Regions from separate parts of the Gasterosteus aculeatus genome. Here region 1 is linked to region 2. A link is a contact called in public Hi-C data. All regions are on one chromosome and are shown on one strand. The core of a region is the stretch at or near the end of the contact, and the rest is flanking DNA. Distances in the headings are between cores, read along the strand shown. Region 1 overlaps LOC144409417 (a long non-coding RNA gene). Region 2 has its middle 15 kb from the start of LOC120820273.

Region 1 (4,779 bases), core at 2,226-4,725, 36 kb after region 2:
TCTTCACTGTTGAAAGGAGACACTCCCAGCTGCACTGCAACAGAGACTATTAGCATTGCTCACAGCCGGTTGCAGCTGTGGCTGGCTGAGTCATTCACGGCGGAAAATGGGTCTTTTGCACTGCAGAGTTTTGTCAATAACTGATCTTGCAGTTTGAAAAAACTGCTGGATGTAAAAAAGATTATTATTTAGGCTCCCTGGTTTCTGTCATAGTGAATCTGATAGCACGTTGCAAGTGCTAAGAGACAGAGGGGGCAAACCTTTAGCTCTCACAAGGGGATATGAAATCGCTCATTCACAAAAGCCAACAACTCGACACTATCTGCTCGTTACATCCAACTCAAGTTCACAGGAAAGGTTCAGTTATCAAAACAGCTTCAGTTCCTAAAGGACACAACTTACGTGACGCAATTCAAGGGACGCAACTCATTTACTTTCATGAAGCAGCTTGACAAATAAATCACGATCGACTGCAAAGCGATCGAACAGTGGTCACCTGGAGGAAGGATTGTTTTTCAACCCTTGACTCCAACAAGCTCCGTTTGTGTCTTTTTAGTCTTTTTACTTCCTGATTCCTCATTACACAAATTAAATATGATTTTTGATTCAGTGAGCTACAAATTACAGCACATTACTTTGGGGCTGTAGCTTTGATGATGCTGGATGAGAACACCCTCCATGCAACTTGTTTGGTATTTATGACATGCAGCTGGCAGGCTTGTGTAAAGCTGTAGAATATTGTATATGAATAAGATAATGACGGACTCCAAAAAGGACGCCCTGCTCACTGCTGCTTCAGTGGAAAACAGTCTTCTACTTGGCTCAGCAGCCAGACCTTGTTTTATATTCCAGTGCAGACAAATTACACAAGTTCCTGTTCACAGGCTGAAATTAGCAAGTATTAAACGTATTTATATAAAAGTTGTCTTTACTGCATCAGCTTAGAACCAATGTGACCTGCAGTTGCCACATACGACTGGTTTCAAAGTCACTGCAGGGTTAATCTTACACAAGCATGCAGAGCATCTACACACACAGACACACACTTCTAAAACTTGGAGGGAAACAAATGATAAAAACAAATTTCAGCTTGCCTAGAAGGTGTGACACCCTGGCATAATGCCCACACTAACTTTGCATCCCATAACCAGCACCTCCTCTCCTTCTCATTCCCCTTTACCCCCCCTGCTTCCCATCTTATTCACACTGCTCCATCTCCTCCAAAAATAGCCACAGCAATCAAAGCGTTAATCATAATCCAGAGACTTTGCTGACACACAAGCCTTCTTTGTTCTAGTGCGGAACCCCCCCCTCCCCCCCTTAAAAAACAGTCCGGCACAGATAGAGAGCAAACTCCTCAGTCACGTTCGTGGTCAATTAAGCTTTAAAAATATTTTAAATGTGCTGTACTGAAACAGGCTGTGCGCACATCAAATGAAAATCATCAGACGGCTTACCCCTGGAGTAATCTGTACGGGCTTAAGTATTTCAGTGGGGGTCGCACATTAATGACTTGGGCATGTGTGCGTGTTTGTGTGAGAACATGCATGACTGAAACCTTAACCAGTGACACGTTATGAAGAAGTCAGATATGCGGGCTGTGAGAACATTTTGGCCCAGGTCCAATCCAAATATAGGAAACGCGCCGTTAATTTATGGCAGGTTAAGTACAGTCGAAGCAATTTATGAAACGCACCGCGGTTTTGTGTGTGCGTGTCTGTGCGCGTGTGCATGTGGAACAAGTCCTTTCCGATGGCAGAATGATAACGTTATTCTTTGCTGGGTAATTACATCGGGGCAGAATGTACATGTGCACACAGGCCTGGCCTTTAACTCTGCCACTTATTATTTGGGGAACACAAACAGCACGCCGCCTGCTTTAGCTTAAGCACACTTTTACCGCTCGGGCAATCACCCAATTTGATTTGAATCTGAAAACAGCGCTGCCTTTCTTTATCACACATTTTTGGAAGTAAGTGAGCAAAATGTAAAGCTTTGGGATCAAACCATTTAAATCCTGTCGTTAGGCCGCAGTTCCACCATGACGTGACATTTACCGACATTTGTGGCTGAAGTATCAAGACAGAGGTTTACATGAGGAGATCTCATTTTGCCGACTTCCCCTTCATACACAGTGGGAAAAGTCTGGTGTCCTTACCAGTTCCAAGTTTGCTCAAACGCTTCAGCTAAATCTCCAGGGCCTCTCGTAATCCCAACCAAGTGACCGACACGTAACCCTGCCAAGCGAACTCCCTTTTCCATTCTCAAAGAGAAGTTTCCTTCCCTTTAACCATCTGCGCTCCTCCGACGAGTTACTACCAGCTCGACAAAGCCGTCCAGCTTTGCGGGCCTCCGCTCTGGATCTCGCGTTGGCTCATTTGCTCTCTGGCAAGTCCATAGATGTTACTGTGGTGGCGACGATATTTCTCTTTACTCTGCTGCTGGGCCGGGATTTAGACCTGGTGATAGCTTTTATCCCAGTGACTCCAGATGATGGATCCTCTGTGTCACCAAACAGGAGTTCAGAGGGAATTCTGACACATTGTTCAATGAGTGTGACCAGATTTAATGTGAGTGAGCTTTCCCACTATGGCTGAGGCATTTTGTCAAGGTATTTGTGTCCGTGTGGATTGTTCCTTTTCCGTATGGTTGAAGACATTAAAACGCTCAGCTTGTCACAGTACTGATTTTGTAAGTTCAGCCAGGAGGACTATACGCTCTATTTTATTCCTCAGGCATGCTCACTCATTGTTTTCTTGCTGTCATTGTTCGGGGCTGTCAATCATGATATCAAATGTTGTACATTGTACAGCTGGTCTCTTCCATTCAATAAGCCCAAAGAAACCGATACACGGGTAGCCGATCATCTTTCTGCTGTCTCTTTGAGGTATCATTGTCTCTCCCCACACATTCTGTCCGGTCGTCAGAGATTCATCTTCTCCATTAAAGACTCGCGACTTTGTCATCACATATCACCTTTTAATTAACCTTTAACAATGAACAATTAACCCTCGTGCTGGCATTTCATGCTCCGTGTCACGTACAATACAGCTCCTTATGTTTAAAACTCCAAATGGCAGGCAGCTTACTTTTGTAAATGTGTATTAAATCTGCAAATGAAAGCAATTATTGTCTTATCAATAAACTCCACAAGAGGAAATTCATCATCCCATATTCGTTCTCCGTGCAGCTTCGCTCCAAGGTTTTATCCTGTTGTGACCTGTGTGTACTGAGGAAATTGCCCCATTCTCCAGAACAAACCACAAGTTTGTTTGTGCCTCTTCCCTCCTTACCAACACACACTGTGCAGTAGATTTTCACACACACATTCAGACAGAGATGTGCAGATGTTGACAGACGTGTGTGTGTATTTTTAGCATCATTTAGCATTGTTCGGCCGTGTACCGAAGCTTTGGGAGGTCCGATGACGAATCACAAGGTCCTGCGACATGTTTCCTGTTTACACTGCTCGACACAATAACTACCCTGCTGACGTATTGTGGGCTATGATTACAGTCTGTGTGTGTGTGTGTGTTGTACAGTATTGTGTGTCCTGGCCTGTGAGATCTTGCCCGTCCGTTTGTGCGTCGGCTTGTCTGCCCGCCAGTGATTTGTTGCCTTGTTATGTCAAAGCTCTCCGCTTTGGTCCATATTCCTATGCTATGCTAATGCAGAGCAAAAATATTATTTCCCAGATAACCGGTTAATGGCGAGCAGCACGGCAGCGGGGTTGTTTCTGCAAAATGCCTTGCATGTGGAATGAAAATAGAGGCCGATGAAACAGTGTTTTATTATTCTATGGATCAGCAGGAAAGCAAACTATTGTGATTTTACTGTCCAACTGTGTAATAGTCATCTCGGGGGAAAGATACGGTTCCCCTGCCACAGAAATGTCCGAAATACGGGAAAAAGAAAAAGCCCCGAGGAAAATACAGTGTTGTGCTGGGGGGTTATTTAAAAGCCAACTGACTTTTGCCATTCAAATACTAAAGAGCAGAACAAACTAAAACATTTTAACTTTATTTCTCAACTAAAAATAAATTTAATAAGTCATGGCTCACAAGGACATCTCACAGTGCACACTTGGTAAATGGGAACAGCTGGATTAAGAAGGAATGGTGCATCTCATCGTCCTTCAGCTCATTGGTTCCTGCAGCAGCACGCTGCTGGTTTCAGTGAACTGGCTCTATTGAATCCGCTGTATAATATCTGCTCTGCAACAAACAGCAAGCATACAAAGTTTGTCAGCCAGGAGCTAGCTGGCAAACACAGGCGAACATTTAGCAACTCTAGAGGCGATTTATTACAGTATTTGCTTCGCAGTGATGTGCTCCACGGGGGAAATTCCAGCGTTATTATAGTAAACCAAAATAAAAAGCTAAATGAAAATGAGTCACCCCTGCAATGAGCGGTCCTTGAGATATCAGCTAATACTGAGCCCCGCCAAATATTGTGCACCGTGAACAGACGTAGAGGTGCACACTCTCTTACCCATTTACTCACTCACTCACTCACTCACAGCACAAGACTCCAGCAATGTCTTTTGGATGTATCTTGGACATTATAGCTGGCCCTGAAAAAAATAAAACTAAAGAGGGCAAAAAACAAAACTAAATAGAAATTAATTTGAAAACAATATTGAAAAGTTAGGACTGTTGTATTTTTTTGGATATCCCGGTGGCACTAGCAAACGTGTGCCTCGGGTCTATTATGGTATTGCAGCTGTCCAAAAAGACAGGTTGTCATGTTGGATAACTAATAGTACATTTGGCCCGTCTT
Region 2 (4,497 bases), core at 248-2,747:
GTCCTTTAACACCAAACATTCATTCTGCTTGGGCAGCAGGAAGTCAGGCCTGAATGGGACAGTGGGACGTGAATGCGTCCTCCTCGGATGCGGATCCACCCAATGGAAATGAATTGGATCTCTGGGTTCCCTGGGATCTTCCAACTGGCCACGAAGCCAACTAAATGAGTTATAGACCTTCATTTTAACTGCCTTTTGCTCTGCTACACTGCTCACTGTTTTCCCCTTTTTTTGTCTGAACTCGATTTCAAAATGTCAGATGGTTTCATTTTCATCTGGCTTTAGTTGTGCTTTATTTAAACCTACAGTATTTTCACAAATTTCATTTGAAGACATGAAAATGTGACAGAAATGCTAATTCTCTCTCGACCTTCCCCCGCAGCATCCGAAGTCTGTTTCTCATAGCCGCTGGAGCGCCAGCCTGCGTCACAATCTCCCTAATGTCAAATGAAGACTGCAATGCACATGACTTGAACCAAGTGCTATTCAGGTAACAATACAAATCAGGTGCAGGTCCTGTGCTGCAACCTCCCTTTGAAAATGTGAGAATCTGTTCCTGGAGACGACGCGGTTTACGAATACGCAGTGTGTAAAACGTAACACCGCTCACAGGGACTTTTTCAATTGAAGCCTTGCGCACACGAGGAGATGTTACAGCGGAAACCCTGTTCCAGTTTATAAAACATTGTCATGGCATTAACATATAGGCTTAACATTTAGTTGAATATATTTTTTTCTTCTGCTGGCCGAGAGTTTGATGAAAAGACTGACATCACTATCTTTCCACCATTAATATGCAGAAGAGACTCGAGCGCGCTGCCGTGCCCAGCTGCTGTTTGTACAAGTGAAACCCCTAATTAGACGTGTTAAGAGGTAGATTTTGTTACCTTTGGGCAGAGAACACTAGTTAGCTGTTTCCTTACGTTTCCTGTCTGTATGCTTGGTTCGATAAACAAAGCGAAACTAGACCGGTAACTTAGTTGTGCTCATGATATTGTCTCCCATGAGAGTAGTAGCAACCCCTGAAATATGAGCGAAACATCTCAGATGTGATATCACAAGGATTTGGAAAATTAGACCAATGTCGTTTGTTGAAAGGCTTTAAGCCAAAATAATACGCAATCTCATCCCTACTCTTTCGTGAGTAGCTGCTTTCCTGGTTAACGCTGGGAAATAATTGCATATAGTTTTAGACGACAAAAGCTCCTGGTTGGAGTTAGAAAGTAAAATAAATACGCTGTTAACGTGCGTTGCCATCGAGGCGCTGAGGGGCCACTGCTCGAGCGTTCGTATTGGAGCCCTGGAAGTGATACCGGGCTCCCGTGTTTGAATGCATGTAGTGCAGCCTGCAGTGGAAGTACGTGTGTTCATGTTTGTGTGCTCGTGTTGAGAAACAAAAGGACCCATGAAAGTGTTCTTGCATGAACATACCTGTGTAATTCTGTTAATACTGATTGCAACACTTGTGACAGGCCTGGGCGTGTGCAGTCGGTGCAGATGTTCCGTATGAGTGTTTGTGTGAGTGTTTGTGTGTGCGTGGGTGTTTGTGTGTGTGCATGAGTCAGCGGTTGGAGGTTAGCTGTAGTTGCTGAGAGACACCCAATCGTCAAGTAAGGACACAGGCCTGCCGGAACATCGCCAAGGGCAAAGGTCACACTCTCACACTTTCCTGTTGCCACACACACACACACACACACACACAAACATCTGTACTACAGTGTGAATATAAAAGGTACAGCAATTTTGAAAAACGTTTTTGGGAAGAAGCACCGGTGTTTGAAGAGCCCAAACAATATTTAGGATGTTTTTTTCTTTGTTTTCCTGCTTTTTGTAAAGCACTTTTTAGTATTAACCCAATGACATTTGGTATTATAATGTTTTAGCTGTCAACTTTTGGGACAAAAAGACACTAATACACACAAAGACAAAAGAAAGTGTCCTAACATGACAAAAGCTCTCCTCATCTTTTGTAACACAGTGACCCGGATGATGAGCGCTGGCTGCCTCCGAGTCTGCTCGCCGTTCAATCAGCCTGTCTCTCATTATGGAGAGGTAGGCGTCTCCATCCTTTGTCCGTGCTGGTTGGTAATGCAGGTCTTTGATGAGTCATGTGTTTATAATGGGATTATACAGGTTTTATGGAAGGACTGCTGTGGTTAATAAATGCACGATTGTTGCTTCTTGGTTCCCGCTTTTTGAGCTGGCTGACGGGGGAGAGCGAAGCCTCCCAGCCTGCGTGCAAAAACGAGCGCATGAACGCATCTCGGGTCTGCAGTCGCTGCGTTAAGACGAAACCGGCTGCGGGAGCTCCCTTCATGTGATGGGCCTGCTCGTAAATCCAAGAATAAGATCGGTTGAAACGGCACCGCTGTGTTCGCACTCCCACACACACACACACACAAACTCCCTCATACACACATCTGTAAAGTATCATGGCTCCCACCACCAGGGAAGTATCCCTCTCTTGAAAAATAGATACCAATCCTCATCTGTGAGAATGAGAAGCAGCAGAACGTGTAAAGACAGGGGGGAACTGTCCTAATAGGAAAACACCAGAGCATTATATTCCGCTTTCATGAACTATTGGTCGGGAACCCAAAATGAATCGGGGGTTTAGCTTAATTTGTCCCGCATGTAAAGGAACACCAAGACGTGTCAACAAGTGTGTTTCGGTCATTCATTGTCGAACACAGCTCAGCAGTGCAATTTAAATTCAAATTGATCCTTCTTCTCCCTTGAACAATTTGGGCTTTTATAACTGAACACAAGGGAGAAATATAACTGTTGCTTTCATCCTGTTTTCATATCCATCAAATTAAATGGTCTTTTTGTGTGTTCATCCAAACGAGTAAACCTGTGTTCAAACTGATCAGAATGTGGAATGAGTGCAGGCTAAGACCCATGTGTACGTATGCTTGCGTGCATGCATGTGTTTAGATTTTGCGGTCCACTGGTTACACATATCTCAAAAAACACACTCGCGCTTTGCACAAAAGGCTTCGGGACGGTGGTGATTGGCTGCAGCGTGGGCGCACTGATCCACGGTAAATCCTGGAGATAAGGGGAGAGAGAGAGAGAGAGAGAGAGAGAGAGAGAGAGAGAGAGAGAGAGAGAGAGAATCCAAGATGGAGAGAGACAGACGGCGAGAAAGATCCTGCCAGATTGAGAGCATTCCTGGCTTTATTGTGTATGATGCAAGCTACTGGCTTCTTCAGCCCATTGACCGCTGAGGAACGAACGCAAAGACACACAGACACACACGCACGCATCTTCCTCCCTGATCGCTCGTTTTTGCAGACAGCTCTCAGCTGGCCTGGACTACGACCAGCACCACTGACTCCTAAAGTAAACACACTGCTGAGTTATTTCAATCTTATCACCATTCGCTTTTTTCCGTTACCCCCCCCCCCCTCAGGCCCAGCTCAACACACACACACACACACACATCCAGACATTAACCCTCCCTTGCTCTACCGCCCTACATTTTACAGTGTGCCTTGGAGTGTTTTACAGTAAGGGATTGTCCCTGGTGTGATTTATGAGGCCTTGGGTTGTGGCATGTTAATAGCAACCGTACCACCGTTTTTTTTTCTTCTCTTGGTTTCCCCTCCCAAAAAACCAAGTGTTGTACATCAAGACGTGACTGAGGCCGATGAGCATCAAGCCGATCCCAAGGGTTTTTAACCATGTAAACACTGTGTGGGTGCAGTAAGTTGCTACCATGATGCAGTCATCATTAGATGTAAAATCCATTCAGGTCAGTGACATATTGGATTTTAAATTAAACATTAACTGATTCAGCCTTTCAATACTAAATAAGTCAAACAGACAAAGTGAGTGGCTGGAGCATAAACCTCAGAAGATAAAACAGTGAATAACAAATAATATTATATAACATATTTTTAGGTCTCTGCTAAAGTCCAACTGCTCCTTAACCCAAAACAAGCAGGAGGATATTTTGTGTGTTTTGAGCCAAGAACAGACTCACATAGTGGAAATGGGTTGCAGCGCTCTATTATACCAGAGAAACTCCAGACTTGATGGTTTATTTTAAAATATTATATTATCAACATTTATACCACTGATGATTAAAAGCTTTATGACATGCAGACAAACACTTGCATGTTTCACTTTTGTTCAACCATGAAAGTGGTTGGAGACATTTATGAGCATTGCAAGATCCCAACGAGATAATCTGGAGAGAAAAACTACATCATCTTTTGTTTCAAATTTGCGCTCCAATTGATTCTTTATAAATGTCATATTGTTTAATTAGAATGCTAGCGGCATTAATCTCGCCACTGAAGCCCAATATCTGAGCTGAGCAACTTTTGTGTTGATTTTGTCAGTCGTTTTGCATTAAAGCCGTTTTGTTTCCAAGCACCAGAAACCCTTCAGAAACCCTCTCGTTGTTCTGCAGCACGGTCTGAAGGTCTGCTCTAAGTCCGGGTTTTGCCTCCGTTACTTCCAGTAACACGGCCCAGATCTCAGGCCCCG

The links. A called contact is a pair of places that touch in the nucleus more often than the background predicts.
Region 1: a contact with region 2 is called in a Hi-C map of blood and trunk muscle, with 2.4 times the contacts expected there. The contact joins two enhancer-like sites. A contact is called at or near these places in 3 of 6 Hi-C or Micro-C datasets (blood and trunk muscle, tail fin and whole body).

What each region holds. Positions count from the first base shown.
Region 1 is chr6:6,254,711-6,259,489 of fGasAcu3.hap1.1, forward strand. The region is part of intron 1 of LOC144409417 (a long non-coding RNA gene); the gene reads right to left. Among protein-coding and RNA genes, the nearest start is that of LOC144409416, 16 kb to the right of the region's middle. Within about 2 kb of position 3,476, at least 4 of the 9 cell types and tissues checked have open chromatin away from gene starts, as enhancers often do.
Region 2 is chr6:6,220,509-6,225,005 of fGasAcu3.hap1.1, forward strand. No RefSeq gene overlaps it. Among protein-coding and RNA genes, the nearest start is that of LOC120820273, 15 kb to the left of the region's middle. Within about 2 kb of position 1,498, at least 5 of the 9 cell types and tissues checked have open chromatin away from gene starts, as enhancers often do.